Regions from separate parts of the Zea mays genome. Here region 1 is linked to region 2. Evidence: chromatin contacts called from public Hi-C data. All regions are on one chromosome and are shown on one strand. The core of a region is the stretch at or near the end of the contact, and the rest is flanking DNA. Distances in the headings are between cores, read along the strand shown. Region 1 holds the start of LOC103626500 (uridine kinase-like protein 3). Region 2 holds the start of LOC100282629 (Signal peptide peptidase-like 4).

Region 1 (5,304 bases), core at 422-2,921, 580 kb after region 2:
GGAATATCAACAGGCAAGGGAGACAGAAGAAAACATCATCAACTTATAAGCAAATATTTGTACCTGTATCAACGAAGATCTTCATGTTCATCAAATCCCTGAGGCGTGAATCATGAAAAACTAGAATTCCTTCCAAAATAATAACATCTGAAGGATTAACCTGGCGACAGTTTTAAATTAGGGTTGCTTGTATAAATCAAGTATTGCATTGATGAATAAATAACGTAAACAAACCAGCAGAAAGCAAATGTTTTCTGTTAAATGTACAATACGAAATCGATGTGAAGAAATAAGCGGTTGTACAAATAGCAAATAGTGTATCAGGTACTTACCATAAATTGTAGTTTTTCACAAAAAAAATCTGGAGCAGGTTATTATTGGGACCATACAAAACAATATAACTTATTCAGGACAATGTGCAGATATTCTTTTTGAAAATGTAATGTTGTATTCAGAGGCTCATAAAGGCCGATCAGTTTACCAGTCAGGTTGATTATTAAGAATTGCACTAAACTTAAAATATTACCTTCCTTGCATTTGGTACACTCTTGTATGTCTTGAAGTTGTAATTAGGGATGTCGACAGCTTTGCCATGTTTCAAGTTTTGCATACAAGAGAGAAGTAGCTCTGTATGAAATGCATCTGAAATAGGAAAAGATAGATACAGCAGCACATTCAGTGCAGAACTCTTGGGACTAGGATAGTAAATATAATTCTTGTGTAAGGATGAATTCGACCTGGATGATCAAAATTATAATCATGAACATGGACTAATTCTTCATCCGTCAATCCATAATAAAAGGACTCCTGCAAATATTGTAACCTCATTGCTTGTAGTTATAAGAGACTGGAAACAGTGTGACATGGCAATGTGATAATCTAGCATGAAGAGGGCATAGTTTGGTGCCTACCAATGCAGTACCATGCTACTTTGCACATATGCCACAAGATGAGGCCAAGCAGTAATGCACAAACCTGTGTAACAGCCACAACGCGCTGGTCACGGAGCTGATCAATGATCATCTTGCACACGGTACTTTTGCCTGACGATGCACCCCCAGCAACGCCTGTACCCAATACCACATTAGGGCATGCTGCATTCAGGGCCAACATCGATCTACGCTATACTCATCAATTGGCATACATCCTACTGAATTGTCATTAGGCTAGGCGCAGAAAGATAGGGAGAGAGTCCATGGCATCAACCAATCAAGTATATATACGGACCAATAACAAAGGGCTCCTGATGGCCATTCTCCAGGCCAGACGTCGTTGGTTCTTCCTCGGAGGAGGCGGAAAACTGGACGTTGGGACCGTCCAGACGGAGAGCAGAGCAATGGACTCCGGCGGCGGCATCGAGCACCTCATCTACCGATTTCGAACCCATATATACGCCTAGCAGGGGAGTGTGAGCGTCAAACAAATCCGAAATAAATTGTATGCCAACAAAGATTTGGCTTTAGAGGTATCGCAAATCAGGCAAGCAAGGATGTTTCTTTTTTTACCGGAGAGAAACGGAGGAGGGCGAGGAAAGGGCCGACGCCGCCTGGGAGGAGCCGAGAGGGGTGGCGCGGCGGGTGGATCTGGGGGAGAGGAAAAGGGGAAAGGCGCGTGGTCGGCGCGGCGGGAGGTGTGCAGAGATGAGAGGGAGCCTACAAGAATACATGTATGTGCATTGTGGCTTGTATAAACTTTTGTTTTAATAAAACACAAAAAGAAAGAAAGATATATGTTGTGTTCGATAGGTTCAAAATTTCGGCTAAATTATTAGGTTCAATTTTTTGGCTAAATTTCACAGAAATTTTTGGCTAAATTTCACATAAATTTTTTGATAGTTTCGATGACGGCCAGAAGAGAAATCCGAAATCTCGTATTAAACTAATAAATTAGTATGCTTACAGCTATAGACTTATATTTTCTACTGTTTACGTTCTATATTCTTCTACTTAATATTTCCTTCAGGTCTAAATTATAGGTCGATTTGATAAAGTTTAAGTTAAACTTATAAAGTTTTTAACTATAAATACTGCTTTATTATTTAGTTAAAAACCTAATAGTGATTTGTCTTAAAAAGTATTATTATAAATTGTATATTAAATATATTAAAAATTTATTTGTATTTTAACAAAAAAAATTATTAGTCATATCCTAAATGAAATATAATTTGGACCTGGATTACAAACCATGCTAATATTTTATGTAGATCTAAAAGTTTTAGGAGAAAATCTCTATCTCTTCTTCTATCTACTGTGTAAAGCATTTTTTTTACGTTCACGTCTCCCTGCTCCCCATATTTAAAATTATATAACGCCCCGTTACGCCCCGTTTGGATCACTGGAATTGAATTTCATTCTAATAATAATAATTTAGGCATATATCAATTAAGCTAATTCGATGTTATGCAAAATATATTTGTATACTATTATTAGCAAGATGTTAGGGATATTTATGTGTTACATTTTTATTATAGAGGAGTGAAAAGAAAAGTGTCATGTAAGTTACAGAGTAGAAACAAATTCTACTAATGCATAAAATCATTTTCCACCCTCCACCCCATGAATTTGTGATATGCTTATATATGAACTTTGGAAATTGGTGGAATGTCAAATTCCAAACTAAATAAGTTACTTTATTGAGGGAATTCCAATTTCTCTAAAATGAAGGGATCCAAACACCCCGTAAATGGAATTGTATGAGCATATACTCTATGTTTAAGTCTCTACTAGTCATATGCACTCTATGTTTAAGTCTATACTAGTTATATGTCTGTATATTGTTACGGTTTATATATATATATATATATATAACATATAATAAATTTTATTTTAATAAAATACAAAATATATGTTTTCTATTTATTAGGTTGATGTGAATGTGAAGTCATCAACCAAGATTCAAACACTCATTTATACATAATTTTAACTTATTTTTTACATAACTCTCCTATTATAGTAGTAGAAAAGAAATTATAGGAGTGAGAGTTGATTCTAAAAAAATGTAGGAGGTCTTTTGAAAAATATTGACGCTGGACTACGGTTGAAACTGGTGCTTTAATATAGTATAATATAAAGAAACAGATTTAGGTGATGTTTAAGCTGAAAACGCGAAATTCGGTGGCGGACCTAATTTTATAAAACCAAAATTCAAAACTCAGCTATCTATCAATGCATGACCTGCCCTACAGTTCGTCCTTGACACCATCCGTCTGGATGCTCTCCCTTCTTGACTCCTGGCGCTTCAACTTGAAAGGGATGCTAGCATGTTTCTTGATGAACCTGTACATATCTACCACTGTCCGCTCCCCCTCAAACGTGACCTACCAACACATCGAATCAGTCAATGTTCATAAAGATAGCACTGCTGAGAATAATGTGATTACAGGATACCACACATCAACAGGTAAAATGATAAGCACTTACAGGCTCAAAGCTTTTCTTCCCAGCTGGATAGAAGAGAATTGTTGGGTATCCGTCAGACTGTAACACAGGAACCCAGGTATCGTGTCATGCAAATATGCTAGTAAAATTGAAATTCAAGAAGAAAACCCAAGGAGACTACCAAATTGTCTACAGTAAGAGCCACGTTCGGTTATTCATATCCCATATGGATTGGAAAAAACTATGAAAATTTTTGACTTTTTTAGTATTTAAACTCACTCAGGGCTTGTTCGTTTGTGCCGGATTGGTGGGTCGGAATGATTTCTAACCGGATTGCTTCTCTAATTTATATAAACTTTAATTAGGCCTTGTTCGTTTCCGTCGGATTGCACCCGGAATCGTTCCAGCTAATCAAAGTTTATATAAATTAGAGAAGCAATCCGGTCAGGAATCGTTCCGACCCACCAATCCAACAGAAACGAACAAGGCCTTAGGTGGAACGATTCCGGGTGCAATCCGACACAAACGAACAAGGCCTCAATCATATCCAATCCACATGGATTGAGAGCAAAACGAACCCTGTTGGAAATAGTGATCCGTACTAACTGCCTCTCCGAATTGGAATGACTCCCTTTCACCTCCACGGTGGTTTGTCACACACTTCGGCTGGATGCCACGGTATAAGATAACGATCTCACTGCCCCCTAGTCATTGCTTCCAAGTTACCATTTACCAAAAAATATTAATTCCAGGCCTGGTGCAGTGGCGAGAGCTTCTCACTAAGTCTCCACACATGTGAGAGCCTCCAGCACTGGATTGTCTCGGTTTATACCTTCCTAGACCCTACTCATGTGAGAGCCTCCTGACACTGGATCTACCCTACTGATTCTCATATACTACCTGGCACAGAGATGGCCAGTGCCCAGTGCCCAGTAAACACACTCTGGCATGCATACAGCAGCAGACCCGGAACAGATCATATTCTTTTATCCATCATAAGACAATGCAACTTTGAGCATAAAATAAGTGTAAATGTTGTTCGCGTGTCATGATTACTAATGACATAACCAGAAAAAGTTTAGACATTGCAGAGGCTCCCAAACTTAGTTCTCCTCTTGATGTTGTTTTTTCAGTGCTAGCTTTAGAATCCGTGTGCACTACACTATAAACCATGAACACAGATATGTTCAAAAATATTAAGTTGGCATTGAATAAAATAAATACAAGACATTTCTAGCATTACATTTTTTTATAAATCATACATCCATTATAAATCCTAGTGACATAAGTTACAAAAACATAATTATCAAAATAACATCTGAGATAAGTTTTAAAAATGATAAATATAAAGAAAAAAAAGAATATTTTTCAAAAAAAATGGATGGTCAGCCAAAACCAACCATCTACGGCAGTAATACAAACCTTTGCACGTGGATGCTCATTGGTAGTACCATCCATTTTGGCTATCACAAGGGAGTCAACTCCACTTAGATGCTTGGCTAGTTTGTTGTAAGTAGGCTCCAGTGATTGACAATGCCCACACCACGGTGCATATATCTGTATCCAAAACGGCGTGTCGTTATTAATAACAAATAAGTCATATTTTCATAGAGATAAATGCATGGCTGTCCCCACTTTAAGACCTAAATCTGAGTTTGTGCTCCTTTTGTCCCTTTGCAACATTGTCCCTAGTTTGTAAGCAAAGTAGCAGCAATGGTGAAAACATATTGGGAACAGCTGGGGCAATGGCGCAAAGTGAAATAAAAAGGAGGGGAAATTAACCCTCAAAGTGGGGGCAACCATGCTGATGTCCTTTCTCACATGTCTGCCGAACTGCCAGGAACATACCTCCAGAAGTACATCTTTTGATTCATCCAAAACTATTACATCCAGACTCTTTCCAACAACAATTTTGACATCCCCATCA
Region 2 (5,003 bases), core at 1,366-3,865:
GCTCCAAGGAACGGTACTTTCACAAAAGATTCTGCAGCAGGTTTAAACCATCTGAAAAGGTTCCACAGTTTAGTCAGAATTAGTATTTGTTTAGTGAAACAAATTAAGCAGGTCTTGAACAGAATGGTTCACTTAAACATATCCCCAAGACAAACCACCACTGTACCTTGATAACAGAGCCACCAAGCATGTTTGTAGACCCTGCATAAACAAAAACAAAGGCTTCATCTCAAGAAAGGAAAAGTAGTAAAAGATTAACTCCAAGAACAGTTCCCTTAGCAATCAATTAGCAATGCAGTTTTGTTCAGTGGACCAGCTGCAGACCATCCCGTTATGCCATTTCAAGGTACTTGTACCATGGAATAGAGAGTAAGAGAACCTAATATGATAACATGTATTTCGAATTACGTTTCTAAAAGTAAACTGATAGTTAGAAATGCACCTCTACACCGCCAATGCAGAAGATTACCACCAGTAGCTCCACAAACCAGTAAGACATCAGTTTGTAAAGCATTATTAAGAAGCATGACGCAACCACCACAAACATTATCGCTGATGCCACATTGATATCTACCATGCCACTAGAACCTCTGGCCTCAACATTCAGTAGGTCTTCATGGCCATCCTTAACAATAAGTGCATTTGTCAGTACATTATTTTTAGTTGAAGCCATATTGGAGCTTGAGGACCGACCAATAAGTGCAAGTGTCATGGCATAGAGATCAGAACCTTGAGGAGCTTCTCTTGTTCAATAACTGCTTCTCTAGCACTCCATGCTGACCAGTAGGAAGCACCAAGTACTGTGCCAACAGCCATAAGCCATAGAAACACCTCTGCAGTGTCAACTACAGGTCGATCTGGAGAGTAAAGCTGCACAGAAACTAAGGAAGAGACAAGGATAAGTCAGTACATGGTAAGCTATTTCAGATAGAACAAAGGACAAGTCCACATAAAGGTGAAGGGTCAGTTAAGTGTTAACACCTTTATGTTTCAAATGGAAATTAAAATGCTGGTGACAACGGTAAGTTAACATTTTACCTGTGTTACCATTTGTAAGAAGTGTATGTAAAGCAGAACCTGCATCTTTTGGTAGGAGAACTGCAGGTATATTTATGTCAAGGTCGGTTTCATTCTTTTCGCAGACCATCTTGTACAATTCTGTAGAGTAAATGCATGATAGAATTAGTGAAACCAAATACTGATACAAGTTGATCATTTTAATATCCTAAAAACGTAATGCAAGGTGTTGTTGGAGGAACATGGCTAGGATAATACATAACATTTTTACAAGAAGCAATGCCACAAGTTATAGATAGGGAAACAAGACAGCGCTCAAAACGCACCGTGGACATGGTTTATGATTACTATAGCAGAAGCACCAGCAGCTTCAGCAAACTTTGCTTTCTTTGTGAATTTGCACTTTCCCCTTTGAACTAAAAGAACATCTCCAGGAACCTAGAACGAGAATGAAACAATTAGAGGACAGAGCCACTAGGGGTTAGAAGATAGGCTGCAATAACTTAAGTTGCGGTTAGATTATAGGGATGAAAACAGATTCTTATTCGGATATCAATTGTTTTGATCTTTTTTCTTTGATTGTGAATAAATAGAATATATAATATGCTATACAAATTTGTATTCTTGTTTTTAGCATTGAGCTTGTAAACATTCATAAAAGGTAAATCTCAAATTTATTATATATCTTCTCAAACGATAGATATAAAATTCGGATACGGATACATATACTTTTACACTTTTTTGTTGTTGTAGGGAGTAAATAATGCATAAAACAATTTTATGCAAAATTTTATTCTTGTAGTAATGTGATTGATAACATAGGAAAAGGTCAATATCGAATTTCATACATATCTATTTTAAAATATTAAATTTATCCTAACAATTCGGTTACCCACTTTCATCACTAGTTGGATAATACCCACCTTATGTTTCGGAGGAGAGCAGCAGTCCATAGGGTCTGCCAGCGTGAGTTTAGTTCGGTTTGCGTGCTTCTCCTTGGAGACGATTTTTGGACCAAACCGAGCACCGACGCCAACAAACTCGCCACCCTCTTTGCCATTGACCCAGCTTTGCACTTTTACCTTGACAAATAGTACAAAGAAATGGAGAATCGATTTCAGTACTAAACAGAAACATTTGTGTGTGTGTTGGGGGGGGGGGGGGGGGGGGGGGGGGCAGCTGCTTAATTAAGGGTTAGGGAAAAGGCTAAGACTTTGTGATCTTACCAGGATAAAATCGTTGGAGCATCCAGGGATCTTGGGTGCCTCGTCATCGTGGTGGACGATATCACCGCCGGCCGCTGCCCCCGCCAGCGCTGACACCGTGAGCACCACCAACACCGCCGCCGCGGCCATGTTCTCTCCCTCTCTCAAACCACCCCCAAGAGCAAGAGGCCTGCTTTGACCCTCGCCGGAAATGGAAGGGGATGGAGACGACGGAAGGTGACAGGAGAATCGCAGAATCGCCACCTGCCTCGCCGAGTGCCCTCCTCCGTTTGGGATTCGGGTTTAGGGTTAGATCGGATTCCGCGGTCTACTACTGTGCCCCCGTCTCTTTGTTCACTCGAAAAATTAACTGCTTGTCACGAGTTTGGGTACTATTGACCCCAGTCCACATATGTTGACTTAGATAGGATGTAATTTAAACTAATTTATACTTTAATCCACCTCAACACGATAATACATATGAATTTTGATCAATAATAAAGTACCCAAATAAAACCTTAAGGCCTCGTTCGGCAGATGTGAATCAAAACCGGATCAGTAACCAATCCAGCCACTTAATCATGGTCACTAGTCTGTTTCTTGGCTGGGAATCAATCCGAAAGGTGGATTGTCTGAGTTTGTTCCAGGCCAAAGATTAAAGGGTTAGCTCGAATTCAAGCGGTTTTCTTTTCGGCCAATATCAAAACGAATAGTTCTAGCAGGTGGAACCGGATTCCAAACCAGACTCGTTCATTCCGCCTGGAATACAGCTACGAACTGTCCAATCAGCTCAAAGCGAACGAGCACTAAGGGTGGTGTTTGAATGCCTCCAGATAGTTTATAATATTAATTTAATTAATTTTAAAAATATTTTTAATTTAAATAACAAATAAAATGACTTGTCTAAATGTCTTCTAAAAGCTTAGAGCTCCAGTTTCATTATTTTCTGGAGCACCTAATAATCTGTTTCACCAACTCCACCAAATTTACTGGAGTTAGAACTGCCCCAAACATAACCTTAGAAGTGGTGGCAAATTTTTACTATGTCATGACTGTGGTGTCAGTAACACAATGTAAATGGATGCTAAAGTAAAGTGGCGAAATATCAAATTCCTCTTGTTCACTCCCATCTCAGTCTTTCTCGACTCTTGTTTTTACCGACTACTCCGTCGGTCCTAGAACGATACATTTTATACCTAAGAAATTAAATAATTTTAAAATTAACTAAATTTAAAATATAATTAAAAATATGTAGCTAAGTGTACAAATTATCATAATTGACATACCAAAATAAACAAAACTACAATATATAAATCACAAATCAAAATCTCTACTACTTCTTAAGAATAGAGTGTAGGCATCCACGGTGCATGGTTCTGCCTTCCTCCCGTCCCACCGATCCGTCTTCCCCTTCCCCTAATCACGCACCCCCTACCCCGCGGATCCACTGCTGCCGCCCCCTATCGCGGGCAGGAGTCATATCTCCCTTCTCCTTCTTAAACACCATCGCCATCACCGTGCCGTTGTGGAGTCCTATCTCCCTCTCAAACGTCGGCACGCGGTGGATCTGCAACCCATGCCAGGATGTGGTCGGGGACAAGCTAGGGCGTGCCCTCCCGCCCCATCTCCCCCACCGAGGCTCTAGACCGCCATGCTTGTGTCTGCTGCGGGACGTCTATGCCGCCATCGCCCTCGCTCGGCCCCCTCCGCGCACGCACAAACCACTGTTCCCCCGCTCACTCCACCGATCCCCCTCCCCTCGGATCCTCCCTGCAAATTAGATCCCACCGAGTGCTCGCCCTGCCCGCGTCCCTCGCTGCTTCCCTACCTCGTCGCCTTAAGCAGCTCTAGAAATCCTCTGCCCAAACCACTGCCACCGCTAGCACCACCGTCGCTACCACTACTAGCAGCAGGATCTTCAAGGTGGTGTCGTGGAGCTACGCTGGGTACACGTTGCAGGAGTTGGGGCCAGTGGGCACAACGAACCTGAGCCGCACCAAGGTGCACATGCTCATGGCGGATCTCGCCGCTGACTTCCTGGGAACGCCTCGACCAGGACGACGACTCGATTCGCGAATGAAGCCAGTCGTAGTACTCCCTTCTCAGATCTGTGCAGTCGTGGTGCAGGAGCGCTCCTGGCACCCCGCCGCGTCGGTGGCTAGGGTCCCCTTGCCGGCGCTGGTGTCCAAGTCGCGCCAATCACCTCAACCGCGCTGGTGTCCTCCTCTGTCATATGTGCGTTCGTCCACCCTCCATTTGTAGATTTATCTGCATCTGCTCTTTGCGGATCGTCGAATCATTGTTCATGTCATATGTGTTCGAACCGTTTCTTTCAGATATCAAGAGGTGGATCTTGTTTCTGCAGTGAGTTGTTGATCTGGAGACAATCGAGAGTAGAGTGTTGAAGGCACATCTCCAATATTCCTACACAAAAACACAATGCACATCAACTAACAGAAGTGCAATACCCTCTCATGTGAGTCTATTCACATCTTTTTTTTTTGATGATTTGTTTAAACCTTACTGTGTGCACGGCAGAATCACAGTCCCTGCATCGCTGGCTTGCCATGTTTTCTCTCTTTTGCCACCTCCTAGGTCAACTATTGCCATTGCTTTCAGTTCAGATGGAAAAACACTTGCATCCACAAGATCATTTTATACAAACTGAACTGAAAGACATTTATTTTGTTAGTGGCGACCATACAGTGAAATTAATTGACTGTCATATAGGGAAATGTTTGAAGGTTTTAAGTGGACATCACAATACAAACTGAACTGAAA

Evidence for each region. A called contact is a pair of places that touch in the nucleus more often than the background predicts.
Region 1: a Hi-C map of ear shows a contact between it and region 2, with 2.0 times the contacts expected there. The contact joins the promoter of LOC103626500 here to the promoter of LOC100282629 in region 2. A contact is called at or near these places in 2 of 25 Hi-C or Micro-C datasets (ear and endosperm).

Annotation. Positions count from the first base shown.
Region 1 is chr5:68,008,501-68,013,804 of Zm-B73-REFERENCE-NAM-5.0, forward strand. It overlaps LOC103626500 (uridine kinase-like protein 3), which reads right to left and starts at 1,672. Exons shown (of 16, transcript NM_001351769.1): 1 at 1,506-1,672; 2 at 1,228-1,395; 3 at 976-1,067; 4 at 738-807; 5 at 527-642; 6 at 64-160. The coding sequence starts at 1,387. It overlaps LOC606412 (protein disulfide isomerase 4), which reads right to left. Exons shown (of 11, transcript NM_001112287.2): 8 at 5,226-5,304; 9 at 4,800-4,934; 10 at 3,420-3,476; 11 at 3,033-3,316. The coding sequence ends at 3,179.
Region 2 is chr5:67,426,010-67,431,012 of Zm-B73-REFERENCE-NAM-5.0, forward strand. It overlaps LOC100282629 (Signal peptide peptidase-like 4), which reads right to left and starts at 2,616. Exons shown (of 14, transcript NM_001155537.2): 1 at 2,244-2,616; 2 at 1,941-2,099; 3 at 1,344-1,455; 4 at 1,039-1,158; 5 at 730-881; 6 at 443-625; 7 at 167-201; 8 at 1-51. The coding sequence starts at 2,372.